Linked DNA regions of Mus musculus: all the other regions are linked to region 3. A link is a contact called in public Hi-C data. All regions are on one chromosome and are shown on one strand. The core of a region is the stretch at or near the end of the contact, and the rest is flanking DNA. Distances in the headings are between cores, read along the strand shown. Region 1 overlaps Fbxl7 (F-box and leucine-rich repeat protein 7). Region 2 overlaps Zfp622 (zinc finger protein 622). Region 3 has its middle 24 kb from the start of Gm36790.

Region 1 (2,700 bases), core at 10-2,509, 420 kb after region 3:
AGTGGAAAGTAAAATAATGACAGAGATGGATTTCTACCTAGCAATGAAGAACTGTAATGTCTCTGAGATCGACAGTCTCTCTGTAAGGCTAACCAAGACCCTCAATGCCTTCAAAGGCCTCTACATAATGTGACTATGTGAGGTCACTTATGAGGAGACCACAGAGAGTTAGAACTCAAATGATCCTGAGGATCCCATGCCCTGAGCATATTCTCTGATCTTCCCAGCAATATAATCTCTGTCTCTGGATTTCCTCTAACAGTTTGCAAAGAGGGAGCCTCACCGAGTTTCCTCCTTTACTTTTTCATTTTTTTATTAGGTAGTTTCCTTATTTGCATTTCAAATGTTCTCCCCTTTCCTAGTTTCCTCTCTGAAATCCCCTATCCCTCCCTCCTCACCCTACTACCAACCCACCCACTCCCACTTCCTGACCCTGGCATTCCCCTATACTGGTGCATAGAACCTTCATAGGACCAAGGGCATCTCCTCCCATTGATGACCGACTAGGCCATCCTCTGCTACATATGCAGCTGGAGCCATGAGTCCCACCATGTGTTTTCTTTGGTTGGTGATTTAGTCCCTGGGAGCTCTGGGGTTACTGGCTAGTTCATATTGTTGTTCCTCCTATGGGGCTGCAAACCCCTTCAGCTTCTTGGATACTTTCTCTAGCTCCTTCACTGGGGACCCTGTACTCAGTCTAATTGATGGCTGTGAGCATCCACTTCTGTAACACTAGTGAATAATGTCACTTTGTCGCAATCATTCGTCTACCAACAATTCGCTCCTCAAGATAATCAGTCCAAGATGACTGTGAGGGCAGCGACTTTCCTACTTCTAGACACCTGTAAATCTAAAGGATTCCTATGCTGAGGTGTACACCACTCCCAAAATTATGGGACAGCAATTAAAAATGGCACCAAGAGTCCCTAGCAGTAACCATCTGGTATGGTTACATCGCTGTTCTTATAGCAACTAAAAAAGAGCAACAGTATAAAGGACAATACACTAAATTTAGCATCAGCAAGATCTCATCTCATCTTCATTGTTTCATTGTTGAGTGAAGGGAAAACATTGAATCTGCTAAGGCCCAAGTTTCCTTGTTTCTAGACTAAAGACCACAGTAGACTCAGTCCCTCTGATATAAAATGATATTAACTTCTAAAACCCTTTATTATTTACAAAGAAATTTCGAAGGCATAATGATGAAGAAGCCTCCCAGGGCTGGCAAAAGAGAAGGGCAAGCTCCCAAATACATGTCAGGATAAATCCCCATATTAAATGCTGCTCAGGGTCTGTAGCTCTTAGGCCAGAGGGAAACATAAGATATGAGTTCCACAGTATTTACAGAGGAAAGAAAATTAAGCACATTTCACAGCCTTCTATTGGCTCTTGTTTTATGAGCGGCTACAAAGGTCACCCCAAGTAAAAGACTATCTCAGGACAAAGATCAATTAAAATTAACCATGCTCTGGGGAAGCTAGGGGACAACCTCTCTGCTTTACACTCTGCAGACTCCAAGGAACGTGCTAATTATTTTATATGCTAACATTATTAGATACCAGATAGTCTGCCAATTTGTCAGCAGATTGACTCCTAATGAGCAGTTAATCTGCCCTTTGCTGAGCCACACAACGTTGAATAAATGCTTCCTTCAGAATAGGTCTTTCATGTTTTGTCCAGCTACTCCATAAAACCACGACTCTTCCCCCCACTCAGCTACTCCTGTCACCGAGGTTCTTTGAAACAATAAGTAATACAAAGGCCGAAAGGGTTTTAGCTGCCACCGAAGTATCAAGACCATGAGCACAGTGACAGGAAGCAGGGGCTCCAGGACAGCCATGGGTTCCATGCATAGTGCCACCAGTCCCTCACCTGCTGTAAGCCCAGGGCCTAACAACTTCCAAACTTGTATGTTTATGAAATGGGAATACAAGTGTCTCCTCACTGGCTGCCTAAGAACTGTAGAATGGGTGTGCGACATGCCCAGTGACTAGTAAGCACCCAGGACCTGTTATTGGGTTTATTTAATTATCTACTTACTTGCTTACTTATTTTTAAGACAGGATCATGCTCATTCCATAGTCATCGCTAGCCTGGAATTCACCATGCAGCCCAGGTTGGCCTTGAACTCATGTCAATCCTTCCGTTTTAGTTCATGAGGCACTGGGATGACAAGTAGGTAACTCCATGCCCTGTTTTTCCTTTCACTACTTTTAATACAACGATTTGCCAATCCCCAAACCTTCCTAATGTGTGTTAATCATTTTGGTTCGCAAGCAAAGTTTTCCTAAGAAAGAAAAAAGTAAATAGAACAGAAATTCTGTTTTCAACATTAGATTCTGTTTTCTGCCAACCTCGTTTTATTGACGTCCTCATTTACTTCTTAAATGGTTTTTCTTTCTCTCCATCACCTTCTTCTCTTCCCAGAACATCAACTGTGAACACACCTGACAGTTGGAATGGGCAAAGCTTTCCCTTCATTATGGACTTGGCTAAGATGTTCCCCAGATATGACCCAAGAATCCAGCTGACCCAGAAGGTTCAAGTACATATGGAAGCTACCTCTTCCTGACTTTACCATCTTGCCAAAATGTGGCTTACGTGCAGCAAAAAGGCCAATCCACAAGTCTAAGAGAAATGCCTGAGTTTTGTTTTGTTTTTCTAGAAATTCTGGTTGTCTTTCCACTCTTACGTGTGCTC
Region 2 (2,700 bases), core at 82-2,581, 470 kb before region 3:
ATAAGTTGAAAACTACTCTGGGTACTATACCCAGGGTTTTACCCTTATGTGTTTCTATTTGGAAAGGTATTTGATTGCTTATATCTTAATTAATATTCATCTAAAAAACATAGCCTGCTTTTATTAGTAAACCCACAGGTGATGTTGATGCCACTGGCCTAGGGACCAATCTCTTAGGATAGTATGGGAGAATTACCTTTTGAAAACCATTTTTCTGGTGGAGCCTAGAATTAGCCATCCCAGACAGAGCTTAACATATTTATTAGTTTCCCTGCTCAGAAGTCAAGCCATATGATTTGGTTACTTCTCTATAAATGGCCAGAAAGCAATGATTTTGTGTACCATTCTGTCTTTGTGTACCATTCTGTCTCTAGTAATTGTTTAGATCTGCTTTGTAGCTCAAAAGTCAGTAGAGATGTAGGTGAGTGTGGCTGTGTTCCATTAAAATTTACAGACTAGTGGAGTGGATTTCAGACCTCTAACAGACAGACTTATACTTATAGGAACCTCAAATTGTTCATCTAGTAAATAACTTTACTTATGGGTTTTATTAGTGTAATTAGAGAAGTTGCAGACTTTACATTGCCCCTTAGTTTTCGTAATTTGAAATGTATATTCTCTTTTCTTTGTTTTGAAATTGTATTTACTATGGTTGTGAGTGGGTGGCGGGTATTTGTGTGCATATGCCATAGTACATATGGGAAGGCTAGAGGTAACTCTGTGGGCTTGATTCTCTATCCACCTTAATGTGCTTTCTGGGAATTGAACTCAGATTGCCAGGTCAGCACAGCTTACCCAGCTCTCTGGCCCTCTTTCCTTTTTGCTTAGTGTATTGCACTATTAATGGTAAGCCTGTGCATTGGTGTATACAACCATATTCGTAATGACATCAACATATATTGGAAATTAAAGTTAAGAATTCATTTCTCAAAGTTTTTTTGTTTCACTTGATTTCTGCAAATAACCACAGGTTTAAAGAGAATTTAGCTTAATCTTTTTGAGATATCACGTGGTTTTTCATCATTTAGGAAGGAGTGTATCAGCTTTGTCAATGTAGCTAAATAATACTTTGATGTTGTTAATCTGCCTGTGCATTTTAATATGTGCAGTAGCATCTCTGTCCTTCAGCCACTAGATGCCAGTATTACTCCATTTGTAACAATAAAGACATCTACAGTAGGTATCAGATTTCCCTGTGTGGTAAAATTTACTCCTGTTGGAAGACGACTGGAAGAGAAAACTGAACCAGAAAAAAGATGGTTTCATTTTTGTTCTGGTTCAGTTTTCCCAATATGGCTTGTAGACCTGATGTCAGAGTTATTCCCTGCTTCATCTTCTTTCTCTTGGGGCTTTTTAGCCTTTATATATTTTCCTAATATTGGTCTGTTTTTCCTGTAGTGTATTCCTGCTTATTTCTGTTTTCCTACTAGGATTCCTAAGGCTTGGTGCCATTCAAGATCTTTTGGGAAGCCTTTGGTTTATAACTCTGACTTGAAAGACCAGTGTTTAAATATTGCTCTTCTCAAAACAGGTGCCAGAGTGGGTCATCGCTCCTTGATGAGATACTACAAACAGCGATTTGGCTTGCCAAGAGCTGTGACAGTTGCTAGGAATCAAAAGGCTGTGGGCAGAGTTCTCCAGCAATACCGAGCCCTGGGGTGGATGGGCAGCACAGGTACACCATTCTTATATGCATGGATTTCGTGGGCGCTTGGGTGACAGGTTATCATTCGTGCTGTCCGTCTGACTCCTTTCCAGGGGAAGCTTGAGTCTTACTTCTGGGACTCCCATTATCTCAGGATACTTAGAACACTTAAGTCCAAGACTCCATGACTTAAAAAATTAATATTCCTGGTCTAGTAACTTAGTATGCATCATGAACCTTTCCAGAAGATAATATCTATAAAAAATCTTATAAATTACATGCAGAAATTATCTGGAGATAACTCAGAAATTAAATAGTACCTTAGTGGAGCTGTGGCGCCTAACATGGCATATGTAGTTTCACATTCTAATCTCACGTCATGAACATTATTAAATTTCACTTCTGCTTGCTCATTTGTGCAAGGGAAATGATTAAGAGGACCCACCTTAGAGTTGAGAGGCTTGTCTGACACAATGCATGTGTGAGGTAGTGCACTTACTACAGGTAGCCCAGCCCCCTTTGGCAGTTTTTCCCAATAGAAGTAGATTGCAATGAGTAAATCTGACAGCTGAAGTTATTAAGCTTTGAAACTACAATGTGCTGTTATTTAACTCTCATAGTGTGCTGTGCAAAACTGTCTTCTCTGCTCTTCTGGGAAATAAAGTCCAAATGGAGGTAGTGAAGATAATTTGCTCCTTTCTGATGTCCCAGAAAGCCTAGAGCCTAAAAACGTAGCAAACATCACTGTTTACAAAGTTCTGATATGCACAGTTCTTAGATGCACGTAGATCTCTGAGCCCCATTGCTTGGAATCCCCACATTAGATTCTGTCTTTAAATATCAGAACCCACTTATCCTAAGCCAACTTTGGGAATTCTAAGATTTGACTTCCTCTGTTAGTAAATAAGAGATCAGAGCCTCATTGCTTACCATCCTCCCAACCACAGGAGCAGCTCTCATGCGTGAACGGGACATGCAATATGTGCAGAGGATGAAATCAAAATGGATGCTGAAGATAGGAATGAAGAACAACGCCACCAAGCAGATGCACTTCA
Region 3 (2,700 bases), core at 25-2,524:
AGAGATAGATATTCTGACAGGCCAATGGGCAGATCCTTTGCTTTCTTGTAGGTGACATCTTTGGAGTGGAGTTCCCTGTAGTGGGGTCTAACAGGCTCTGTGACTAGAACACTGATTCTTTTTCCAAAGAGCACAATTTGGTCAACAGAAGTTGACTATCTTAGACTTCAAAGTTTTGCCATGTATGGTGATGCACATCTTTAAGCCAAGTATTCAGGAGGATTTCTGTGAGTTTGAGGCCATGCTGATCTACATAGCAAGTTCCAGGACAGTCAGAACTGCACAGAGAGGCCTAGTCTAAAAGCAAACAAACAAATAAACAACAAAATTTAAAGGCCAGCTGTGAGCATGCATTTCTCTTTGGATAGAAATTGGACCTGCTTTGGAACAAAACTTTGGCCTATCTTCTTGCAGAATCCTATTCAGTGAACCACTGTTTGCACTGAGTGATGGCTTGCTAAATGTGTGTGCTGTGTGAGAAGTCTAAGACAGATAAAAATGTTCTCAGGGTCGAGTCATGTGTTTATCATAAATATCTCCATGATTATGATGCCAATCACAATGGCTTAAACACTGCATCTTAAAATCTACATAAACATCCATGAGAGTGGGTCCAGCTTATTGAAAAATGACAAGCAAATCATATGGACCCTAAGTAGTTCTCTAGCTCAGGGTCCAGTAACTAAAATTCTCCCATTAAAATTTATTTTGCTGTAATAATTTCCTCCGTCTCTGTTAATTTTAATTTCTACAATACAAAAATATTGTCTATACTCATAATGCATATCTATAATCATTAGCAAATGAAGGTGAAATTTTTCAAATATCAAAATATTAAAGGATGAGATGAAATTGAATGACGTGGTGGGTAAGGATGAGAAGCTTTAAATAAATCTTTTCTCATCACAGCCTGTCATTAAGCATACATTTTACCACTTTTTGTTTCCAAGCAGTTATCATCTGCATGGAGAACTGTTGGAGGCACTGTCGTGTGTGATGTAGGTGTTAGGCTGCATCAGTACCCTGTACCAATGGAAACCAGCACACTTCAGCTCTAGTTACGGTTTCTCCAGACGTTGCCAACAATTCCCTGGTGGATTGAGTCTTCCCTTCATTGAGAACTCAAGGTGTAGTGTTCATTACAGACACGAGGGTAGAAAACTATATAATCGATTTATCCCATAGATGGCGCTCTTGTTCAGGAACAGGCTTCTCTGACAGGCGAAAGGTGCACACATCTAAGTGGAAGGAATTACAGTGCTAGCTCAGCGGTCCTTAAATCAACTGCAAATCAGCCCTTGGTTCTGTTTCCTTCCAAATCACTGGGAGTTGAACAGCACTGGGCTTGGCGATGCTGCCTTGATCTTCTCTGGGCTGGCTAGAAAGGCTAGTTTCAAGTGTGGAAGGTTCTGGCTTTGACAAGAGCTCTCATCCTGAGGGGCTACCAGGAGACCCTGGTGAATGCCAAAGTCTGCAGAGCATTGTCCACTCAGCAGACCACTCACATGCATGCAGTGCTGCAACAGGGATTCTTGCTGCCCTCCACATTTTGTTTTAAATTTGCTTCCATTGTTTGATGTGGTCTGTGGTACTCACCTCATTTCTTCATGCCTGTAGCCTTAATGTTGCCAGTAGCTAGCTCATTTACCAGAAGTTCCTAGTATTATTTTGGCCAATGAGTCAACTTAGGAAGCAGAGTTGTGGGGCTTCAAACACATAGGCCTTGATTAAGAAGTATATAACTTCTTCCAATAGGATGCCTTATTATCCAGAAGAAGGTGTGTACCCTGAACACCTAAAAATGTGGCTCAGAAACCCCTATGGCAAGTTCTGGTTCTCATTTTTCAACTTGGGGTCAGGTTTTGGTATTTCAAATCAAAAACGTACTCCCGTCGTAGACTACACTGCAGGCCTCATGTTTTATCTCTTCCACGTGTAAAATGAGCGACTGATATTTACTGGAGAGAGTGGGGCAGGCAACATTCTCTCCTGTTGCCATTAGCAGCAGGAGTGGGATGAGATAGATGCCTCAGCCCTGGGAATTGTCAGCCTAGCCTGGTTATTATCCATAAACTTTCTCACAACTTCTAAAAAGACTTGTGTTGTTCAAATAAACACCCCTGAGGCCAGAGGTTCACATCACCAGGGAATTCATTAGTTCAGAACATACTCTTAAAGATCTACCATGTAAATGTTGCTCCATTTTAGGCAAGGCGGTTATTCCCAGGCAGGGGCACAAGGCACCCCCTAAAAGCACATGAACCTATTTGCAGGAAACCATCTGTGGAAGGCTGTTTCTCAATGTTCATACTTTCTAGACCTAATATTTTATGCCGTTACGTGGAATAACGTGTGTATACATTGCATGAAACTGCAGGCAAAACGTCTAGGGAAGAGCAGGGAACTAACTGGGATGCTGAGAGGTGAGAAGGATATAAATTAAGATTTCTGAGTATATTCATACTCAAAGTACTTTATGTATTTATATAAAAATGTCCTTACCAACCCCAGTGCTTTGCACAATGAATAGAGACCAGATACAATCTAAAAACAAACATGAAGGAAAGTCTACTGACGATCCCTGCCCAAGAGATTCTGATTTTATTACTTTGACGTAGAATCTTCTCTGTGGACGTATATTCAGTTCTTTACCTGTATTTCTCAATTCTTGCTATATGTTGAAATAAACTGGGGACTCGG

Evidence for each region. Hi-C and Micro-C count contacts between places; a contact is called where the count stands out from the background.
Region 1: a contact with region 3 is called in a Hi-C map of the N1E-115 cell line, with 6 times the contacts expected there. The contact joins two enhancer-like sites. A contact is called at or near these places in 11 of 39 promoter capture datasets (cranial neural crest, embryonic stem cells, frontonasal cranial neural crest and 6 more), 4 of 484 Hi-C or Micro-C datasets (the N1E-115 cell line, embryonic fibroblasts, myocytes and 1 more), 5 of 115 datasets of contacts at active chromatin or transcription factors (astrocytes, craniofacial prominence, embryonic forebrain and 2 more) and 1 of 9 other capture datasets (adipose tissue).
Region 2: a contact with region 3 is called in a Hi-C map of the N1E-115 cell line, with 20 times the contacts expected there. The contact joins two enhancer-like sites. A contact is called at or near these places in 2 of 39 promoter capture datasets (the C10 cell line and hippocampal neurons), 28 of 484 Hi-C or Micro-C datasets (the AtT-20 cell line, the C2C12 cell line, the N1E-115 cell line and 15 more) and 1 of 9 other capture datasets (adipose tissue).

The regions. Positions count from the first base shown.
Region 1 is chr15:26,884,777-26,887,476 of GRCm38.p6, forward strand. All of the region lies in intron 1 of Fbxl7 (F-box and leucine-rich repeat protein 7), which reads right to left. Among named protein-coding and RNA genes, the nearest start is that of Fbxl7, 9.4 kb to the right of the region's middle. Within about 2 kb of position 1,260, at least 1 of the 459 cell types and tissues checked has an H3K27ac peak or open chromatin away from gene starts, as enhancers often do. A contact at or near this core is called in the N1E-115 cell line, where this site is marked.
Region 2 is chr15:25,994,575-25,997,274 of GRCm38.p6, forward strand. It overlaps Zfp622 (zinc finger protein 622), which reads left to right. Exons shown (of 6, transcript NM_144523.3): 5 at 1,532-1,675; 6 at 2,593-2,700. Among named protein-coding and RNA genes, the nearest start is that of Zfp622, 12 kb to the left of the region's middle. Within about 2 kb of position 1,332, at least 1 of the 459 cell types and tissues checked has an H3K27ac peak or open chromatin away from gene starts, as enhancers often do. A contact at or near this core is called in the N1E-115 cell line, where this site is marked.
Region 3 is chr15:26,468,882-26,471,581 of GRCm38.p6, forward strand. No RefSeq gene overlaps it. Among named protein-coding and RNA genes, the nearest start is that of Gm36790, 24 kb to the left of the region's middle. Within about 2 kb of position 1,275, at least 7 of the 459 cell types and tissues checked have an H3K27ac peak or open chromatin away from gene starts, as enhancers often do. A contact at or near this core is called in the N1E-115 cell line, where this site is marked.